Regions from separate parts of the Rattus norvegicus genome. Here region 1 is linked to region 2. A link is a contact called in public Hi-C data. All regions are on one chromosome and are shown on one strand. Each heading gives the region's core, a stretch centred on a gene start, on an enhancer-like site or on the middle of the called end of the contact. The rest is flanking DNA. Distances are from core to core; before and after follow the strand shown.

What was found. Hi-C and Micro-C count contacts between places; a contact is called where the count stands out from the background.
Region 1: a Hi-C map of the A7r5 cell line shows a contact between it and region 2, with 5 times the contacts expected there. The contact joins two enhancer-like sites. A contact is called at or near these places in 8 of 12 Hi-C or Micro-C datasets (the A7r5 cell line, the Rat2 cell line, Schwann cells and 5 more).

The regions. Positions count from the first base shown.
Region 1 is chr13:79,956,422-79,963,252 of GRCr8, reverse strand. No RefSeq gene overlaps it. Among named protein-coding and RNA genes, the nearest start is that of Tbx19, 47 kb to the left of the region's middle. Within about 2 kb of position 4,047, at least 11 of the 93 cell types and tissues checked have an H3K27ac peak or open chromatin away from gene starts, as enhancers often do. A contact at or near this core is called in the A7r5 cell line, where this site is marked.
Region 2 is chr13:79,762,666-79,769,592 of GRCr8, reverse strand. No RefSeq gene overlaps it. Among named protein-coding and RNA genes, the nearest start is that of Xcl1, 19 kb to the left of the region's middle. Within about 2 kb of position 2,467, at least 2 of the 93 cell types and tissues checked have an H3K27ac peak or open chromatin away from gene starts, as enhancers often do. A contact at or near this core is called in the A7r5 cell line, where this site is marked.

The DNA.
Region 1 (6,831 bases), core at 2,798-5,297, 190 kb before region 2:
TGCCATGGACAGGAAGCAGGCAGTTCCTGGCGGACGCCTCTTCTTTCTCCTATTCTCCATCTCCTAAGGGCAGGAAAGTGCTAGAGTTCACAGTGCCAGAAGCCCTGTTTTTCCCTCTGTGTGGCTCTGTGTGGATGTCTTCACCTTTCAGGGTGTCCCCGTGAAAGGGGGTAACAGCGTCTGTGTTCCGAGTCCTTCCGACTCCCTAACCTTCTCTCAGCATCCCGGCTGCTGGGATGAGAGAATTTCGCTTCTTGTTCAGCTCAGCACAGCACTCAGCCCGGGCAAATCCACCTCAGACTCATCTTCCTGGTCCAGACATTGCTGGAAGCTCCCGCTTCTGCTTCCCTCTCTGAGCAATGCATGCGAGTTGGTTAGTAGCCAGTCCTTTACATCTATGCCTCAAAACTGGTGGATTCCTTTGCTTACTTTGTAAACTGCCCAAGTAAATCCAGGGAAGCGAGGTTGACTCATAGCTGTGCTGAGTCCCAGATCCTGTTTGCCAGAAGTCATTCGAATGAGGAAGCTGACTGGGTGAGTGCTAACTCTAGACCAGTGTATAAAGTCAGCATACTCCCCTTCCCGCCAAGGTAGGATAGGCTTGGTGTTTGATAACTTAGGAAGCACTTTCAGGACATTTATTTCTCTTACCTTTTGCCTAGGGGGTGGCCTCAGAGATGCTGAGGGTAACGGTAAGAGACTCCAAGAAGTCACTAAGGACACGTGGGTTCAGGGCTCGGAGCCTGGAAGCAGCAGGGAGGCTTTCTGGTTAGGAAGGCTGAGGGTGTCTTGGATGGGTTACATCGTTGTGATTTAATACAATTAGCCACTGGGTGTACACTTGCGGTGAAAGACAAAGCAGTGGCAAGATAAGCCAAGATGAAAGCCTAACTGAAATGGTGTTCTAGATGGTTAACTGACCCTCACCCTTCCCCATCCCCTCAAGCACTGCCTCCTGTCTCCTAAAGTTTTATTTTCCCCTTCTGTACATCAAACTTAGTGTGTTTGCAGAAAAATGGATTTTTTTCCTGATTAAAATCTAACTAAGGAACAAATGCTCTCTTCAGATTCCAAGGCCACTATTAAAGCAACCAAAGAATGATTTTGAGGACAAGTCCTAGCTATAGGTTTTAGCCATGAGCTCTAAGCAACCAGCTCTGAGTGGCCAATTGTAAGCATTAAGCTCTTCTTCCATATTAGATTCCCCCACCCCCCACTTGACCTCATGATAATGCATTGTGGGAGAGGAATGTCGCCACCATCTTGAGAGATGAGCAGACCTAATTTGAAGCCAGCCCCGCCTTGTTGAGTGGACAAACTGGCACAGTTTTGAAAGTTGGCTGAGTTTCATCTTATTTGTTCAATGAGACTGGATAACTTACATTTCGAGGTTGGCCTGAGACGAGGGGTTGGGACGCTTGGCTACTGCCTGATACTTGGGTAGGTGGTTGTCTCACTGGACAGCAGAGAATCTGAGCTCCTGTCTTTTATCAGGATAGTTGTGAGGACGTTACACGTCACTGGCCGAGATCCTTTAGGAAAGTCATTGCTCTCTCCACAGCTAGCCAGGACCAGGACAGGGGAGGACTGTGTCCTCAGATACCCAGTGACAGGCAGCACTCAGGAGCCAGAGGCAGGAGGATCATCACAAGCTGGAGGCCATTTTCATATGCCCAGGGAGTGCCAGCCAGCCCAGTAAGACTGTGTATCAACAAAGAAACAATTCACGGGAAAAACATATCTCGAAGGACTTTACACTTTTACCTTCACAAATAGCATGACTTGTCTTTCTGTAAACGTGTTCCTTCTGAAGTAGAAAAGAAAATGCCACAGAATTAAAGGGAATTTAATACACTTAAAAATTTGCTTTCAGTTCTCTTACTTTGAGAACGAGTTCCATCTTATCACATTATCTTCTATTTATAGAGCTTTAATTGTATCCAATTTGTATGCTATTTTAGGATACAGCTTCTAAACTTTAATTGTATGGTATTCCCCATCTTTCATAGCATTCTATTATAATTCTTCTGCATAAGAGCTCATCTTGTCCATTTACTTTAAGGTGAATTCTTTGACCTAAGGCAACCGCTGTGTATCTTTCAAGTTTAGCTTAAAGTTTTCTCTGTATATAGTAAAGTCAAATCCAACTTGATGTGTGACTCAGTTTTATAACAAGTAACTTAGTCTCAGCCAGTCGTATGTGGCCAAATGTTCCAATAATATTAAAGTAAGAGAAGGTGGGAACTGCTACCAATTGGACCATCTCTGACCCCCCTTTTGCTTTTTTTCTGGCTGAAAAGATAACTTTCCATGTGAGGTGATGAAGCTTTAAAGAAATATTGGTTCAGACTGCTGGTCTCAAATAGAGACAATTAAGATCTACAAAGTCCCACGGCTCCAGCTGCATGTGTAGCAGAGGATGGCCTTGCTGGGCACCAATGGGAGGGGACGCCCTTGGTCCTGCCAAGGCTTGACTCCCTAGTGTAGTGTAGTCAGAGTGGGGAGGCGGGAAAGGGTGGGTGGATGGGTGAGGGAACACCCTCATAGAAGAAGGGGGAGGAGGGATGGGATCGGGGTTTATGGACAGGAAACCAGAAAAGGGAATAACATTTGAAATGTAAATAAAAAGTATCCAATTTTAAAAAAATATCTACAAAGTCTGAAGCTGGTCACATTGACCCTTAGCTTTGGGAGGTTGTGGCAGGAAGAACTTGAGTTCAAAGCCAGCCTGGGCCTCATAGTAAAATTTTGTTTAATGGACTTATGTAAGTTTTCAGCAAAATTTGGGGCTCTGTGAAGCTAACACTTAAGCTACAAAGAATATCTTACCACATACATGTACATACATATACATATATGTTTACACACATGTATGTATGTATGTACATATGTATGTATGCCCCTTCTCTTTATTTCTTCAGGGTAAGTTCCACTGGGTGAGCTGACAAGAGTAAAGCTTGTGAGTTTATAACCTGAGTCTGGCAGCTCATGGCTACGACCTCAGCATCCAGGAGACTAGGACAGGAGCGAGTGTGAGGCCAGCCTGGGTTACAGAGGGGTCGGTGGGGGATGTGGGGAGGTCTCACTTTCCTTTTGGGAAGTGATTTGGTATCTTGTAGGCTACGCATGCCATAGTAGATGGCTCTACATCCATGACTATGTGCTCAGAACATAGACTTAGGGGTTATTATTGTTAAATTTAGTGTGTGTGTGTGTGTGTGTGTGTGTGTGTGTGTGTGTGTATGTCTGTGTATGTCTGTGTGTGTGTGTCTGTGTGTGCCTCTGTGTGTATGTGTGTGTATCTATGTGTGTGTCTGTGTGTGTATGTATGTGTGTATATGTGTGTGTGTCTGTGTGTGCATGTGTGTGTCTGTGTGTGTATGTGTGTGTGTATGTGTGTGTATCTATGTGTGTGTCTGTGTGTGCCTGTGTGTGTATATGTGTGTGTGTCTGTGTGTGTGTGTATATGTGTGTGTGTATCTATGTGTGTGTCTGTGTGTGTCTGTGTGTGTATATGTGTGTGTGTGTGTGTGTGTGTGTGTGTGCTTGCCTGCATGCATGTTTATGTACCACACGAGTGCTTGATGCCTGTGGAGGTCAGAAGTGAGTATTGGATCCCTGGAACTGTAGTTACAGCAGACGGTGAGCCATCTCGCAGGTGCTGGGAACTGAACTTGATGCTTCTGCAAGAGCAGCCCGTGTTCTTAACTGCTGAGCAGTCTCTCCGGTCTTGCTGCTGCCACTGCTGCCGCTAACGAGGATAACACAACAATATGAAGACAGACAGAAGGGTTCGGGGTTCCTGGAAGAATTGGAGGGAGGTAGTGTGAGGTGGGTATGACCAAAGTGCACTGTATGCTTAAATGGAATTTATAATGAATAAATAAAATATTATTAAAAATCAGACTACAAAGGAGTTATAAAATTTGTTATTGGCTTGGCAGTTGCTTTGCAGGAACTTTTCAGAATACAGTCCCAATTGAACCTATGACAAGAGCTAAATGCATGCTCCCTCATGGCCCAGGAATGCCTACTGGCTGAGTCACTGGCCTTGCCAAGTTTCTCGAAGACAGATCAGGGGAGGGGGCTGGTGAGTTGGTGGCAGCTGTGGGGACAGTGATCTGAAGCTGCACTGTGACCCACACAGAACATAGAGTGTGTGCTCCTGCTGTAGTGCTTTGAAAGGAAAGGAAAGGACACTAGACTCTAGACCTAAGGAAACGTGCTAGAGAGATGGGCACCAGGGAGGAGAGGAAATTATAGGTGTAACGGACAGGGGCTTTGGGAACCTTGTTTGGATTCAATATTCGCCCTGCATAGAGAAGCTGACTCAAGATTAAAGAACTAACACTCCACCCCAACCCCCCACCCCGACTCTCTTCTGATTTCAGTCTCCTATTATTTATTTATTTAGTTATTTATTTATTCTCCAATCAATCCAAAAAGGATCTAATACACATCCCTTTTGCTCCAGAACCCGTGGCGTCTGCATAGTGGAGGCCCGGGCATCTGGCTTCTCTCAACCCTGGTGGTGTGCTCTGCTGGGAAACGTGTAGATACAGTTTTAGAGGGAAGGTACCACAAAGCAAGCAGGAGATAAGTGGGCCATTGGCAAAGATAACGTTCAAGCGCCCTCTTCTGGGAGAGATTAGGAGTATTTTTAAATTGCACGATCACTGCCCACAGGAATATAAGAAACCGACACCATTTTCGACCCTTTAAAACAAGGTAATAGATTTGTGAGCTCAAGGAAGCCATGAGTAGAGGATATTGGAACCATCTCAGCTTGGGATTTGGGAATGTGTGTCCCTGCCGTGTTCTTGGAGAAGAACGTGGAACATGTAGTAGCAGCTGGATGCCACTGGGGTCAGATGTAACCAGGTTTTCTTTTTAGCTTAAGGGACGGTCTAGCTGAGGCGGAGTACTCACTCCGTCCTTAAGCCTGGCTTTCCCACGCTCAGTTTCTTGTCTATGACATGGCCGGGAGTGTGGGGGCTGTGGCACGTTCTTATAATCATATAATCTGAGACAAAGCTCAGGGGGAATTCAGTAACCGATAGCTGGATGGAAATTTTAAAATCATCCAGAAGCGGGAAGAGTAGGTTTGAAACAAAGAAGATGAAGTGAAATGTCATGGTTCTGGGGGGGAAAAGCAACTGTCTAAATATAGATTAGAACTGTTCACAGGAAAAGCTGCGAGGACTCAGGGGGTTCCAGTGTCCAGATTCAGGGCAAAGACACTTGCCTGTGTGGGCCTGGCCGACCCCCAGGCGCCCTGCACTCCCATGGAGAATGAGGTGTATGCTCAGAGCAGGTCTCCAGGACCCGCAGCAGACAGAAAGCAGACGGTGATAATACACCGTGGCTCGCCTTACACAGCGTAGAGAGAGTAAGGGATGCAGGAGAACACGCAAATCTCAGCAGAGATTTAACGGGAGCAGTGAGCTCTCAGTGGCATCTTGGGCTGGAGTCTCTGAACTCACTCTTCTCTGTCTTCCCGCCAGCTCAGAGGAGCTCCATTCTCCCAGGCTCCTCTGCGCTTCCTACAAAATTACAGCCTGCCGCTTGACTGTCCCCTTTCCACTCTCTGCTGCGTTTCTTCACTGCTCCAGTTACCAAGTGCATAGCTGTGTTCCTTGTTTCCAGGCAGTGTTTGCGCCAGGGTGATTAGGTGTGCCATGTTGGGATGAGTCTGACTGCCTGGGCTAAGTCTGGGTCCCTTCCAACGTCAGACTGTAGGCATGCTCGTTTACTAACCGCTTCGAACTCTTTTGTTTTCGGGTTTTCAAGACAAGGTCTCACTTCGTAGCTCAGCTGGCCTGGGACTCATTATGCAGACCAGGCTGGCATCAAACTCGTGGAGATCCACTTGCCTCTGCCTCTTGAGTGCCAGGATTAAAGGCTAGCCTTTCTCTAAGCTCTAATAATTACCCAAACTAGAAACGGATAGCTGATAGCTACTGCTCTGAGTGGCTGTGGGTGTTAAATGAGTTAAGTACTGCAAAAGGTTTGTAAGGATGCTTACGTAAAATACTTAAAATCACTTTCTGGGATTTATTTTATCGTAAATTTATATTTATTTTATTATGTACATATATTTATAAAATAATAATTTATATAATTTAATTTAAATATAATTATATTTATTTTAAAGTATTTACATTTTGCATTTATTTATTTTAAATTACTCTTTTGAGATTATAATTACATTATATCTTCAGTGCCCATTCGAATGGTTTAGAATCACCTAGGAGACACAGTTCTGTCATGGTTGTGGAGAGGTTTAATTAAAGATGGAAACTCGCCCTGAATATTCATGGCACCTGACCCTGGCCCAAGACCCAATTTAAGGGAAGAAAGGAGAGAGTGAACTGAGTCCAAGTGTTTCATCTGCCTCGCACACATGTGGACACAGCTGGAGCCATCTCACTGCATTCTCTTATTGCATTCCCTCCCCGCCATGATGGGCCACGCCCTCACACTGTGGCCAAGATGAACCTTCCCTTTACTGAGTTGCTTTTGTCACCACAATGGGAAGTCACTAAGAATTAGTGGTCAGTGACAGCCATGTTGCCTCCCATGATCATAGGGAAGGGGGCATAAGATACTGTGTTTATTTATAATTATGGGATAGAATTCAACTATCTCTTTACAGGTTTCCCACTGTAGCCCAGGCTAGCCTTAAATTTGCATTGATCTTCCTATCTTAGCCTTCTATTCTCAGCTGTGAGAAGACAAATTCCTATTCTTTATAAAGCAATCAGCCTCTGGTGTTTAGTCGTAGTAGTTCGAGCAGACTATGACAGTTAGTGGCTGGACAGTTGGCATGAT
Region 2 (6,927 bases), core at 1,218-3,717:
AACTTCCATGTTGCATCAAATGTTGTGTGGGTTGGGACAAAAATCAGTAACAGGTAAGACCTTTGTTCTCATGGGACTTCCTTTCTAGATGGGTAATGAGAAAAACAGAGACACACACACTCTCTATATGTATGCATGTATGTGTGTGCATATGTATGTGTATGTATATATATATATGCATGTGTATGTTTGTGTATGAATGTATAAATGTATTTATATGTTGTGTGTGTATGTATGTATGTATGTATGTATGTATGTATGTATGAATGTGGAGCCAAGGGGGAGTAAATGATGGACGCAGCAATTCCAGTTAAAATAACCTACATAAGAAAAGGTTATGGATGGAGTAGCTAGCAGCAGACAGACTCATAAATGATAATATTCTGAACTATTTTTGTCCATAGTTTAAATATAAATAATTGAAATATGATTCATAGACCATGAAATTCATCCATTTCAAATGTAGACTAATGTGTTCAGTGAGTTTATATGGTCTGAAGTAAGCATCACAACTCAATTTTAGAACATTTCATCACGTCCAGACACCTTTCATGTCCATGTCCATTTAATTCCTGTCCCAGCTTCCTGTCCCAGACAGGCACTGATCTCCACATTGGCCTTTTCTGGGCATCACATCGAGATGACTGCTGAGTCTTGCTTTTCCACTTAGCATTGCATCTTCAAGGCTCATCCAAGTTGTAGCATATGATAGCCTACGCTTGTTTTTGTGTGAGTAGCAGTCAACTGCATGGGTATACAGAATTTGTTTAGCCATTCACCGATTGATCGGCACTTGGGTTCTCTTACTCCATATCTAGTATGACCTTCTCATGGCCAGCAGTAGAGTTCTCAAAACTTGTATCTTGCTGTGGCTTGTCATTTGCCTTACTCCAAATCCACAGGAAGATTTATCAGTGCTTTTGTATGTTTTTAATGATATGCAGTCTCTCTTAGAACATGTAAAACACACACATACACACACACACACACACACACGGGAACATCCAGAGTGCTCACAAAGCAACTTCCAAGTTAACATTTCCCCTGATAATTCTCTTCCAGGGACTTTGGACTTCCTTTCCTCTGTAATATCACATGGATGGCAGAAGAGGGATGGAAAGCCGCGGGTAACTAGTCTCTTTTCTGATGCTGCATTTTCTAACATCTTGGGCAGACTCAAGTGCTTAGTTTTAATACTGCCCCAGTAGATTGCGACTGGCTCTTGATCCCACCCACAAGTGCAGCACCTGAGACCCAAGATCTCTGCAGTTCTCCAGGGACCCTTGGAAGCACCATGGAAGGGCCAGCATGTGACCTTAGTTCTGTAGGAACTCAGCTATCCTGTGACCAGTTCAAATGATTCCATTTGCTCCATGTAGTGTACGCTGGTCCGAGAGCTCCTTCTTCCCGCTAGCACTGTTACTTCATGGTATACTCTTCTGGTGATGCCTTTGCAGTTTTATGAGGTCCCATTTGTCGATTCTTGATCTTAGATTATAAGCCATTTTGTTTTGTTCATGAAAATTTCCCCAGTGACCAAGTATCATAATAGCAAACCTAGAGAGCATGCAAAAACAAAACAAAAAACAAACCCAAAACAAATAAACAAAAACGTTCCCAAAACCCAAAACAAAACAAAAAAACAACCCCCTCATAACCCTACCATGTATAGATATGACACTATGATGTCATTATTGCCATCTTAATACGCCTGTGTAGTTTCTTAAAAATAGAATTAGGATCGTCATATTATAATAGTGCCCCCTTATCCAAAGAGAGATACTCTAAGACAGTTAACTAGTAAATGCCCAAATCTCAGATAGCCCTCAATACTGTGCACAACCATAGCTATCTGGCAACAGCCAAGCTAATAAGTGCCTACTAAGTGCCCAGTGGGTGAGTAGTGTATACAGTGTGAATTCACAGGAGCAAAGCATAATTCATGACTCAGGCAGGATGCAGGGGGATGAGTTTCAGCAAGATACTCAGAATGATATGCAATTTAAAATTTGTGAATTCTTCATTTTTAGAATTTTTCCATTTAGTATTTTTAAATCTCAGAAAGAAAAAAAAGGAACTACTGTATTTTTAAATGTATCCTAAACATAGTAAATTATAACTCTATATTTCCTTAAGGTCTTATTATTATTTTGACTGAAGAATTGCAAAGACAAGAAGCGAGATTCTACTGTAGGTGTGGCTATAAACAGTCATCTTCTCTTTGTGAGAACCCTGGGAATCTTCAGAGACTGACTCCTGCCTAGAGCACACAGCCTTACCTACAGCCTGAGGAGAAAAAAATCAATAAAACAATAAAACAAAACTGTGAGTTCATGTTTTTCAATTTCTGTCCTTCTGCAATGTAATGGAAGCCCTTTGCTGTCACTCCTTGTGAGTAAGTGGCCAGGTGCCATGATTGGTAGGTTCTCTATGACCCTGGGGTATTGGGAAAGAGAACAAATCACAAATGCTACTCATACCTCAGATTTTACTGAGATTTCTATCTCTATCCAGAGAAGGCTACAATGTGACTCATGGCTAACCTGAACTGGGGCACCCAGCTCCTATTTCCAGAGGTTTGAGAAAGAGATTTAAGGGGACACCATCTACCTGTTTTCCAGTGTACCTTTTTCACAGTGTGCTTTTGAGAGCAGGAAGTTCAGCTACTTTTCACTCCACTGGCCTTTGCTGTCCATGTGTCAGGATTCCTTCATGTAAGTAAGCAACTAACCAGCTTTATTTTGGCAAGAGATTTAGACACAATATTCTGGTGTAATAAGAAACCATTAATGAGAGGTCAATGCTAGCAGCAAACCTCTGAACTGAGAACAGGACCCCTTTGGGGGGAATTAGAGAAAGAATTGAAAGAGTTGAGGAGCTCACAACCCCATATGAACAACAATGCCAACCAACCAGAGCTTCCAGGGACTAAACCACTACTGAAGGACTATACATGGACTGACCCAGGGCTCCAACTGCATATGTAGCAGAGAATAGCCTTGTCGGAGCACCAGTGGAAGGGAAAGCCCTTGGTCCTGCCAAGGTTGGACCTCCAGTGCAGGGGAATACGGGGGGGGGGGTGGCAGTAAGGGGGATGGATGGAGGGAAATACCTATATGGGAGAGGGGGAGGGGATGGATGCTTATGGACAGGAAACTGGGAAAGGGAATAACTTTTGAAATGTAAGTAAAGAAATATATCTAATAAAAATAAAAAAGAAACCATTGAGGATTTCTTTAAAAAATCATATATATATATTTATATACTAATGCCAATGGGTTTATTAATAAGGCATCTGGCACACTAATTTCTAGAATGCCTGTGGTTCCACTGGCCCTTGACATTTTGCTATTTTAGCAACTCCCTTGTACTCAAATGTACTCAAATTGAATAGAAATGTCAAATCAAGCAGCACAGGTACAATTTTTCATTTGGTTCTGCAGGAGCTGAGGTAAATGATGCGTTGACAATCTGACAGGTAAGGGCAGCTGCCCTTCTGAAATTTACTGCCCAGTTCTGGAGCTCAAATTGCATTGGGTCAAGTTTGTACCAAATTCATTTTGGTAATAATAGGAATGTGTCGGGACTGGGGTTGCTCTTCCTATGACTGGAACCTTCCCTTGCACTTTCTGTTCCCTGCCAACCCCTAGACCTCTCAGAAGCCAAGCCCCAGTAAGTCACATGCACACCAAGGCCCTAAGGACAGTGCTACTGCCCCTGTCCTCTCCTCAATTCTAGGGCACACACAGCTGCCATTTGACAACAGCAGGAAGCAAAGATGAGCATTATATGCTATCAAGATGATGTGAAAATCTCTCTCTCTCTCTCTCTCTCTCTCTCTCTCTCTCTCCCATAGCATTTTAAGTTCATAAGTCATTGTTATTGCAGGAGTCTTTCATGTATTTCTGCCAGCATAGAGTCAAATGGCTTATCTTACAGATGACACCTCTGTTGTATCCCGACCTAATTCCAATACGATGAAGCCATGAAAAGGAAATTAAAAAACTAAACAAACCTCTACCAACCATCTCTCCTGAAGATGTGATTGGGAAAACAATTCCATGGAAGCAATTTACAGGGACTGCGAAGAGTGGACTCCCCTGTCACCTCTTTGTTAGAGATCCTCGACAAGCTCAACTTGCTTCACTACAAGTTCATGGCATTTCTAGAGATGTGTGCTGCACGGCCCTGAAGACGGAAAGAACAGCAAGACCTGCTGTGAGGTTACATTTAAAGGTCTTAGAATTTCTTATCAGGTGTACGTGCACCTTGGACAGACAGGAACAAATAAGCCATCATTATCTCCAACGCTCCTTTACAAAGGAGGTTCTTGAGAAAATACCCCAGTTGGAAGAAGAGAATGCCATGCTGTGGTCCTGTTAGTTGGGCTGGAGTTGAGCTCCAGTAATTCAAGCCATTAAGTTCAACCATGGAGACAAAAACAGACCAGTGTCTGTTCTTGGGTTGTCAGGGAGCAGACGTCTATTAAAAGCTAATGGTGCAGTGCTATTTGGGTATGCCACACAAAGCTGTCCAAAGACCTTCTGAGAACAAAATCATTATTCATTTTTTAAGATACATTTTAATGGGATATTATATTTATTTACATTTCAAATGTTATCCTCTTTCTCAGTCTCCCCTCTGCATACCCCTTATCTCATCCCCCTGCTTCTACGAGGGTGCTCCCCCACCCACCAACTCACTCCTGCCTTGCCACCCTAGCATTCCCCTACACCGGGGCATCGACATTTCACAGGACCAAGGGCCTCTCCTCCCATTGATGTCCATCTGACAAGGCCATCCTCTGCTACATATGTTGCTGGAGCCATGGTTTACTCCATGTATACTCTTTGGTTGGTGGATTCATTCCTGGGAGCTCTGGGGGATCTTGTTGGTTGATATTGCTGTTCTTCCTATGCAGTTGCAAATGCCTTCAGCTCTTTCAGTCTTTCCCCTAACTCCTCCATTGGGGTCCCCATGTTCAGTCCCATGCGAGCATCTGCCTCTGTATTGGTCAGACTCTGGCAGAGCCTCTCAGGAGATAGCTATAACAGGCTCCTGTCAGCAAGTACTTCTTGGCATCAGCAATAGTATCTGGATTTGGTAGCTGCATATGGGATGGATCCCCAGGTGGGGCAGTCTCTGGATGGCCTTTCCTTTAGTCTCTGCTCTACTCTTTGTCCCCGTATTTCCTTTAGACAGGAGCAATTCTAGGTTACAATTTTGGAGATGGGTGGGTGGTCCCATCCCTCAACTAGGGGCTGTGCCTAACCTCTGGATATGGTCCCTACAAGTTTTCTCTCCCCTTTGCTGGGTATTTCAGCTAATGTCATCCCTATTGGGTCCTGGGGACCTCCTGCTTTTCTGGCATCTGGAATTTTCTGGTGGTTACCCCCAGTTCCCCATCTCCCATTGCTATACATCTCTGTTCAATTTCCTGACCCCTTGTGCATCCCCTCTCCCTCCTCCCATACCTGACCCTGCCCCCTTTCCCCTCCCCCTCCTCTACCTATAGTGTAACAAAAGGAGCTATGAACATGGACATAGGCCACCTTAGTCTTTCAGGACCACAAGAGGGGTTAGAAAGTACTTACAGGCTAATATAAAATAGTATCTCTCCTGAACAAAGACATTAAATATCAGCTTCCTCTGTAGATTTTCTTCCTATCTGCCATGAGTAAAACACTCTCTCTAGGTTTATTCCAGAAACTCATCTGTCCCTCTAGACTTCAACTTTTGTAAATTCCCTGAGTTGGGGCTTTGTTGTTCCCAGACCTGGAATAATATATTCTTGTTCTTCACTTGCTGGGAAAAGTGTTTTATGAAGATGGTAAAATCTTCATGATGGGGAAACAACATTGGTTGGGTATGTTTCTTTTTCATGAGGCTTTGGATTTGTGAATGAATCCTGGCATTGAATTTTTACTTATGTGACTTCCTGTAAGCCATTTTACTAACGTTACAGTTTTGCTTTGTGTATAGTAGCACTTCTATGCTCTTTGTAGATAAATTAAAAAAGACAAAGGAATGTACTAAAGAACATGAGATCATCTGAAAACTCACTACTTAGTGAGAAAATGTATTACTGAAGATATTATGTATATACACATATATGTATATATATATATATCTCCAAGATATTGATATATTTATCCAAGTGTAGTTTAAATAGTTAAGATTATGCTGCATATGTATTGCTCTTCCTTGTATCTAATGTTATATTTTAATTTTATAATATTCAATTATGACACCTTATATTTGTTTACTCGTGGGGTTATATATACATACATATAAACATATATATGTTACAGATTCACACTCACATATATCATTGACTTGATCTATGTGACAGTCCTGTGAAATAGGCACATTTGCCGATCCATTTTACCCAGGAAGAAGCCGGGATGAGAAAGATTTCACGGGGCCTGGTTTAATGTTTCATTACTCATAGACACAGATGCTGCATTTGAACCACTGTGGCTCAGGTGCCTAAGCCTTAGGTAGCATTGTCAGCCTTTGGTTACAAAGCCAGACTCCACTGCATTTCTGTTTGAAGCCATGAATTCACACGGGAGGGAGAGTTTATGCAAAAGTTGTATTGGTCTCCCATATGATTCTTCCCTTAAGTGGACGTAATAATAAACTGCTCTTTAAGTCCTTCATGGCATCAACATAAAGCCTCTCACCTCTCAACCTTCAACAGAGAAGCTTTTATTCAGTACATGTTGACTGTACGGAGACCCACAACTTGTCAATGTACAGAGAATAAATACAGAGACTGAGCAGTGTTCATCTCTAAATTTGATTGCTACGTCACAAGGATGTGTGTGTGTGTGTGTGTGTGTGTGTGTGTGTGTGTGTGTGTTGACGAGTATAAGAGCCAGGGGTAATGGACATCTGCAGCAAAACAGTAGTTGTAGAGCATGA